Linked DNA regions of Mus musculus: region 2 is linked to region 1. A link is a contact called in public Hi-C data. All regions are on one chromosome and are shown on one strand. The core of a region is the stretch at or near the end of the contact, and the rest is flanking DNA. Distances in the headings are between cores, read along the strand shown.

Region 1 (3,897 bases), core at 207-2,706:
GATCCCTTTGTCTCTCGCTCCCGGGTGCTGGGATAAGAGGTAAGCACCACCATGCCCAGCTGTGGGTCCTTTTTAAGAACACTGAAGTCTCATTTTATATTATATTATAAAAGCTAAAACTTCAACTGCTCAGCTATAGGAGCCTGATTCAGCAGCAGAGGCAGAGTCCCTGAATAGAATCCTCCAGTCACAGGCTGTGGGAGTGATGGTAGAGCACAGGGTGTCTGGGTCACTATTCTACTGCTATGAAGAGACACCATGATCAAAGCTTGTTTCAGAGGCTTAGTCCATTAACATGGCAGAAAGCATGGCTCCCTGCTATTTCCAATCATTCAAATACATAGATGTATGGGGGCCACTGTTAGTCAAACCATCACACTCTGCTACCTGTCTCGATAAGCCTTTGCCCATATCATAATGCCAAATGCGTTCAGCCCAACTTCAAAAGTCCCCACCATCTATTGCAATCCCAATATTTTTTAAAAATCTAAATGTCAAACTTTTATGATACTCATGACAATCTCTTCATTGTAATTCCCTGTAAAATCAAAATCAAAAAGCAGACCACATAATCCAATGTGTTATGGCATAAAATATACTTTACCATTTCTTAATGGGAAGGCAGTATAGTGAGGAAACACTGGACCATAGCAAGACTAAAAACCAAAGGTGGAGGCCAAACTCTGCATCTCCATGCTGATGTCAAAGCACTCTTCAGATGCTTTACTCTTTCGGCTATGTTGGCTGTAACACACTTGTCTCTCTCAGGCTGGTTTCACCTCAGTCTGCAGCTCTCTGCAGCTGGGATCCCATAGTTCTGGCATCTTCAACATCTTGTGGTCTCCGACATAATCCAGGTTCACAGCTTCACTCAATGCCCTCTCTTGGCCACTATGCAGGAACTCTCCTATACTACAACTGCCTTCAGGGCATTTCCTTCATTACTAAGGGAGGCTCAAGAACCCTTTTCTTGTATCCTTGACTCTAAAGCCAGAACCAAGTGTTTCTTGTATCCTTGACTCTAAAGCCAGAACCAAGTGGCCAAAGCTGGCATGTTCTGCTGCTCGATGGTCTGGACCTTGGCCCCATCCGATTCTATGTCCACTATCTTTCTGGAACTGATGGCCTTCCTCGTGCTGAAGCTGGAACTGATGGCCTCCCTCATGCTGAAGCTGTACTGATGGCCTCCCTCATGCTGAAGCTGGAACTGATGGCCTCCCTCATGCTGAAGCTGGAACTGATGGCCTCCCTCATGCTGAAGCTTTTCCTCTTCCTTCTCACAGGCTGGAGGCTTCGCTGGGTGGGGTGTTGCCCTGAGGTCAGCACTCCCTTTATAGCATTCAGAATCAGGCTTTTCCTTAAGCCTTCACGGTGCTTCTTTTCTCCTCACACTCCACACTGCATAGTTCTTTCTGTCTGGCTTGCTCCTCCTCATGCTGGATCTCCATGAGAGCGACTGCTAATAACCACAAGACACAGTCAACACAAGGCTGTCTGGAAATCTCCCCTGCTTATGCCAGTAATACAAAACTCATCAACTTAGCTTCAGGCAGATTTTTAGGATGAGGACAAAAATCACCCACTTTTTTTCCTCAGTATATGACTAGAATGGTTTAGGCCATGTACTGTTTGCCTCTGAAACTTCTTGAGCTGCCCCCCACCCCCAGCTCAAATTGCCCTTGTCTTGCATTCTCCTCCTAGGATGACCCACTAAGCTCTACTAATCAAAAAGCACTTAATAATTTTGTAGTGGAAAGTCCTAAAGTCTTCCATATTCCTTCAACAAACAGCATGGTCAGGCTTGTCACAGCAATACTCCAGTCCCTGGTACCAACTCCTGTCTTGGTCACTGTTCTATTGCTTTGAAGAGATACCACAAGTCCAAGCAACTCTTACCAAAGGAAGCATTTAACTGGGGGCTGGCTTACACTTTCAGAGGTTTAGTCCTTTATCAGAGCAGGAACATGGCAGCAGGCAGGCATGATGCTGAAGAAGTAGCTGAGACTTAGATCCTGATCCATATGCAGAGAGGCAGAGAAAGAGAAATGGACTCACATGTGCTTTTAAAATCTTGATGCTCATACCCAGTGATAGACTTTTTCCAAGAAGGCCACGCCTGCTCACCTTTTAAATCCTTTCAAGGAGTTCCACTCCCTGAAGACTAAGCATTCAAATATATGAGCTATGGGGGCATTCTCAGTCAAACCACAACCTGCCTAGAATCCCCCAGTGAAGGGCTGGGAGCCTGGCTCAGTGGTAGTACTGACACCTGACGTATGTGACTCCTGTATTTGTGCCATAATTACTCTTCTTCTTCCAAACATGCACACACACACACACACACACACACACACACACACACACACACACACTAATTGGAAGCAAAGGGTAAGTAAAACTGGAAAAGCTGTTTTCTTGAGTGCACCAGAAGCTAGGTTTGAGAAACACTGGATTTAACTCATAGCCAATGCTGTGTCCTTGGATATTCACCACCCATACAACCTACAGATACAACAAAAAAAGAAAACCATTTATTGATTCTCACAATAAAAGCAAAGTGCCATATTGAAGCCGGCAAGAAGACTCCATACCAGCTAGCCTGACCTCTTAGTGTGGCAGAAACAAGAGACCCTGCCCGTGGCCTGCAAATGCCTTGGCAGGTACAGGCCCGGGGACCTGAGTTCAATCCTTGAAACACACACAGTGGAAGGAGAGAGCTGACTTTCTGTAATTTACATCTGCCTCTACCACAGGTGCTGCAGCACACTGGTGTACACACACACACACTCACACACACACACACACACACACACACACACAGAGGCATGCAAACACAAATTAATAAATAAATACATAAATAAAGTAAATGACATATTACAGGAAGACGGCTTACTTTGTCTCAGCGAGTTGACAATCCACTTCTGAGCCAACCATGCTGCAGCCACATGTCAGCTTCTTGCTTGGAGGACAGTTCAACTCAGTGCTACTCTCTTGTTCCATCTCCCTCCCTAAAACATAACAAAACCATGTCCATTTACCATGGAGTCTCAGGATCTGCTCTAGCTTGTAGCTCAGGTTATTGACCTAAGTCTAGAATACTGTGTCAGAGACAAGAGTATGGACTGTGTTTACTCCACTGTTATACACCCATTCAATCCTTCTTAAACAGGTTCAGTGTGTGTGTGTGTGTCTGTCTGTCTGTCTATCTGTCTGTGTCTGTGGGTACAGGTGCCCTTGTGGGCTACAAGTGGATGCCAGATCCCCTTGGGCTAAAGTTACCTGTGATTTGTCAACTTGCAGGGAAGAGGGAGCCTCAGCTGAGGAGATGCCTCCATGAGACTGGGCTGTATGCAAGTTTATGAAGCATTTTCATTATTAGTGGTTGATGTGGGAGGGGCCCAACTCACTGTAAACGGTGCCAGCCCTGGGCAAATGGTCCGCAGGTATATAAAAAGGCAAGCTGAGCAGTCAGGACTGGCTTTTGATCCCAGCACTCGGGAGGCAGAGGATGGAGGAATCTGTGAATTTGAGCCCAGACTGGTTTACACAGTGAATTCCAGGACAGCCAGAGCTCTATCTCAACAAACAAACAAACAAACAAACAAACAAACAAACACCTAGCAATCCATGGACAGCAGCAAGCCTGTTGGCAGTGTTCCCCCATGGTTCCTACTCAGGCTTCCTTCAGAGATTGACTATGATTGGCAGGTCCAGCCCAAGATGGTTTTGTTCAGTGATTATCACAGTAACAGAAACCAAACCAGAACTGGAAGTTCTCTCCTCCATTTGGAAATGTGTCCAATAAACATCAAATTTAATGAGTCCAGTCATCCCTGATCTCAAGTTTTCCTCAGTAGCAAGGAGCCTGTGAGTTGTTTGTGTGGGGGTTTCTAAGGA
Region 2 (3,505 bases), core at 416-2,915, 3.1 Mb before region 1:
TTATTTATTATGTGTGTACATTATAGCTGTCTTCAGACACACACCAGAAGAGGGCATCCGGTTTCATCACAGATGGTTGTGAGCCACCATGTGGTTGCTGGGAATTGAACTCAGGACCCCTGGAAGAGCAGTCAGTGCTCTTAACCACTGAGTCATCTCTCCAGCCCTGGAATTCTTTCCTAAAAAGGTCTTACCTATGTACTTTATTATTCGAGGCAGGGTTTCTATATGTAGCTCTGGCTGACCTGGAACTAGCATAAATTCACAGAGATCTGTCTGCCTCTGTCCTGAGTACTGGGGATTAAAGGTGTGTGCCACCCTGCCAGCCTTAAAAAGATTTAATTTTATGTGTGCGGGTAATTTTGCCTGCAAATGTCTGTGCATGCTATGCATGCCCTGAAGAAACCACAAGAGGGTGTTCAATGCCCTAGAATTGTGGTTAGAGATGATTGTGAACCCCCATTCAGGGTGCTAGAAACCAAACTCCCAATTCTTCAAGAGAGCGACTAATGGCTCTTAACTACAGATCCATCTCTCCAGCCCTGAGACTGTTTTTGTTGTTTTTCTTTTTCTTTCTTCCTTCCTTCCTCTCTCTCTCTCTTTCTCTCTCTCCCCTGTTGTTGTTGGTTTGTTTGTTTTTCAAGACAGGGTTTCTCAGTATAGCCCCTGGCTGTCCTGGAACTCACTCTGTAGACCAGGCTGGCCTCAAACTCAGAAATCCGCCTGCCTCTGCCTCCCAAGAGCTGGGATTAAAGGCGTGCGCCACCACCGCCCGGGTTTTGTTGTTTTTCAAGACATGGTTTCTGTGTAATAGCCCTGGCTGTCCTAGAACTCACTTTGTAGATCAGGCTGGCCTTGAACTCAGAAATCTGCCTGCCTTTGACTCCTTAGTACAGTAATTAACGGTGTAGGGCACATACCCGGCTAGCCCTGGAATTCTTTGAAAACAAACACATATAAATTTATTTATCCACAAATCTCGCACTCTGCAGTCCTGGGCTCGAACTCAGGACATCAGATTTGGCAGACCTGCTGTCATTTCATTCCCCTCCCCTTTTGTGTGTATTGGGGAGGAGTGTTTGAGATGGGGGGTCTATGTGGTCCAGGTTGGCCTAGAACTCACATAGATCCGTTAGCCTCTGCCTCCAGAGTGCGGGTATAAAAAGCTGTACCATCAAGTTGTCTCCTCTGTGTGCGTGTGTGACTACCCCTGACTAGGAACTGGCCATGGAACTAAGGATGACAACCTCTGAACCTCCACTCTCCATTTCCCAAGTGTTGGGATTACAGGTTTGTACCACCATGCATCAGACTTCTCACGGGAGATTTAGTGGAAGGGAAGGCAACTAACTGCTTGAGAATTGACTGCGGAAGCACTGAAACTTACGCCTGTGGGGATGTCTCAAGTCTTTGGAAAGTCCATCTTGTCTCTGAATGTTGAATGAGTGCGTGGTTGAACTTGTTACTGGGGCGGAGTAAGTGATGTAGGGAAAGATCGCGGGGGCGCACGACCTAGACCCTGACCAGAATCAGAAGCCAAGTGCTGGTTCCCTGCGAGACACACGGTGGCATCCGAGGCTCCGCCCCACACTCGTCAACTCGTCACTTCCGGCGAGGGCCGTGTTTTGGGCTTTCCCTGGGAGGTGGAGTATCGGTTAACCCCTGCATATCCGAGCGGCCTGGAGCTCGGCGGGCCGGAACCCACGAGTTGGGGCTCCCCAGCCACACCCCTCGTAGGATTTTAAAGGGGAAGGAGGGGCCGGACGGGCCAAAGCCCGGGCCCTGGGAGCGGGTATGAGGCGCTGCCCGTGCCGGGGGAGCCTGAGCGAGGCGGAGGCCGGCGCACTGCCAGCCGAGGCCCGCATGGGGCTGGAGGCGCTGCGAGGTGGGCGGCGGCGACAGCCTGGACTACAACGACCTGGACCGGGAGCAGGTGGCCCGACGGGACGGCCGGAGGGGGGCGGTCCCCGGGCCTGGATCGAGGAGTCCAGCCTCCACTCCGAGGCGGAGAGGACCGACCTCGAGCCTGCGCCGTGTCCGAACGGTCCACAGGCAGAATCCTGTGGAGATGGACACGCGGAGTGCGAAGCAGCTGGCCTAGTAGTTGCGTCGGAGAAGCCCAGGCAAAATAAGGAGCTAGACGGGTCCAACCTCCAGACACATCCAAGAAGGAACAGCCCCCTGGTTGAGATGGAGATGGCCGGTTCCTGGACAGATGGCTTTCGAACTGATCTTCACAGATCTGACCTCCAGTCTCGGCCAAAGAGAGCCAGCCTCTGTACCCAACCAGGGTTTGATGAGTCCTGGACCGAACTGGACAGATCCGATATGTGGCAGACTCTGCCAGAGAGGGACAACAAGCCCAGGGTTGATAACCTTAGGACCCACCATGGCGTGTCCAAACTCCAAACTCACCCAGTCTGCCTCTCACCAGAATCAAGTGCTGATAACTCCGGCAAAGAATTGTCCGCGGATGCTTCCAGGACTCCACATGACACCGACGGCTTCTGGATAGAGTCCCAAACTGATGACTCTCTCAAAGGACCTAGTACTCAGACAGCCTGCAGACAACCTGGGAGTGATGGTTTTTCCTCAAAAGACACTGAGAGTGCCTTGACTCAACCTGGCACTGATGGCCTCCGGGATGACAGCGTTTTGGGGGAGTCCAATGGAAATGATCCATTAGATTTATCAGAGCCTGGAGAGTTGGTGACTAACCTGTGCTCCCACCTGGAGTGCAGCTCCCTGTGTCCTGTGCCCCGCCTTATCATCACCCCAGAGACTCCTGAACCTGAGGCCCAGCCGGTGGGACCCCAATCCCGGATTGAGGGGGGCACTGGCGGCTTCTCTTCTGCCTCCTCTTTTGATGAATCTGAGGATGACTTGGTAGCCGGGGGCGGAGGTACCAGCGATCCTGAGGACAGAGCTGGAGTGAGTAGGACCCACCACCCCAAATCTCATGTCCTCCCATCCTTTTGCCTTGGCTTAGAAAGTCCTCTTCCAGGTTACTCTTACCTACCTGCCGGCAATTCCATCTCTCGCTCCCTCTTCCATTCACTGGTCACTTCCCCGTGACACCAGGTGACTAACCCATTTCATTAACCCCCTACTCTTTGCTCTTTCATTTCTGTCTTTTCCTTTAACCCCTCTGTCACTAGTTCTTGGGAGCGGTCCGCAGTGGACCTTAATCAGGCCTAAGGGATCTCTGAGATTGTGCCAGTGTGTGAGTCTAGGTGCACACATAATTTTACATGCAAGGCTTCTGTGGACTCCTCCGCAGGAAGTCTGATGCCCAGCTCTTAAGAATACCACCAGTAAGAGGCTGGAGAGATGGCTCAGCTCTAAGAGCACTGGCTGTTCTTCCAAAGGACCCAGGTTCAAATCCCAGCACCCACATGACAGTTCACAATTGTCTGTAACTCCAGTTCCAGGGGATCTGACACCCTCACACAGACACACATGGAGGCAAAACACCAATGTTAAAAACAAAATCTCAGATGTATTG

What was found. A called contact is a pair of places that touch in the nucleus more often than the background predicts.
Region 2: a contact with region 1 is called in a Hi-C map of B cells, with 6 read pairs. The contact joins the promoter of Itpkc here to the promoter of Zfp235 in region 1. A contact is called at or near these places in 2 of 484 Hi-C or Micro-C datasets (B cells and CD4 T cells).

Annotation. Positions count from the first base shown.
Region 1 is chr7:24,129,931-24,133,827 of GRCm38.p6, reverse strand. Zfp235 (zinc finger protein 235) reads right to left here and starts at 1,456. Exons shown (of 5, transcript NM_019941.3): 1 at 605-1,456.
Region 2 is chr7:27,226,777-27,230,281 of GRCm38.p6, reverse strand. Itpkc (inositol 1,4,5-trisphosphate 3-kinase C) reads left to right here and starts at 1,665. Exons shown (of 7, transcript NM_181593.3): 1 at 1,665-2,931. The coding sequence starts at 1,795. It also overlaps a transcript of Coq8b not described here.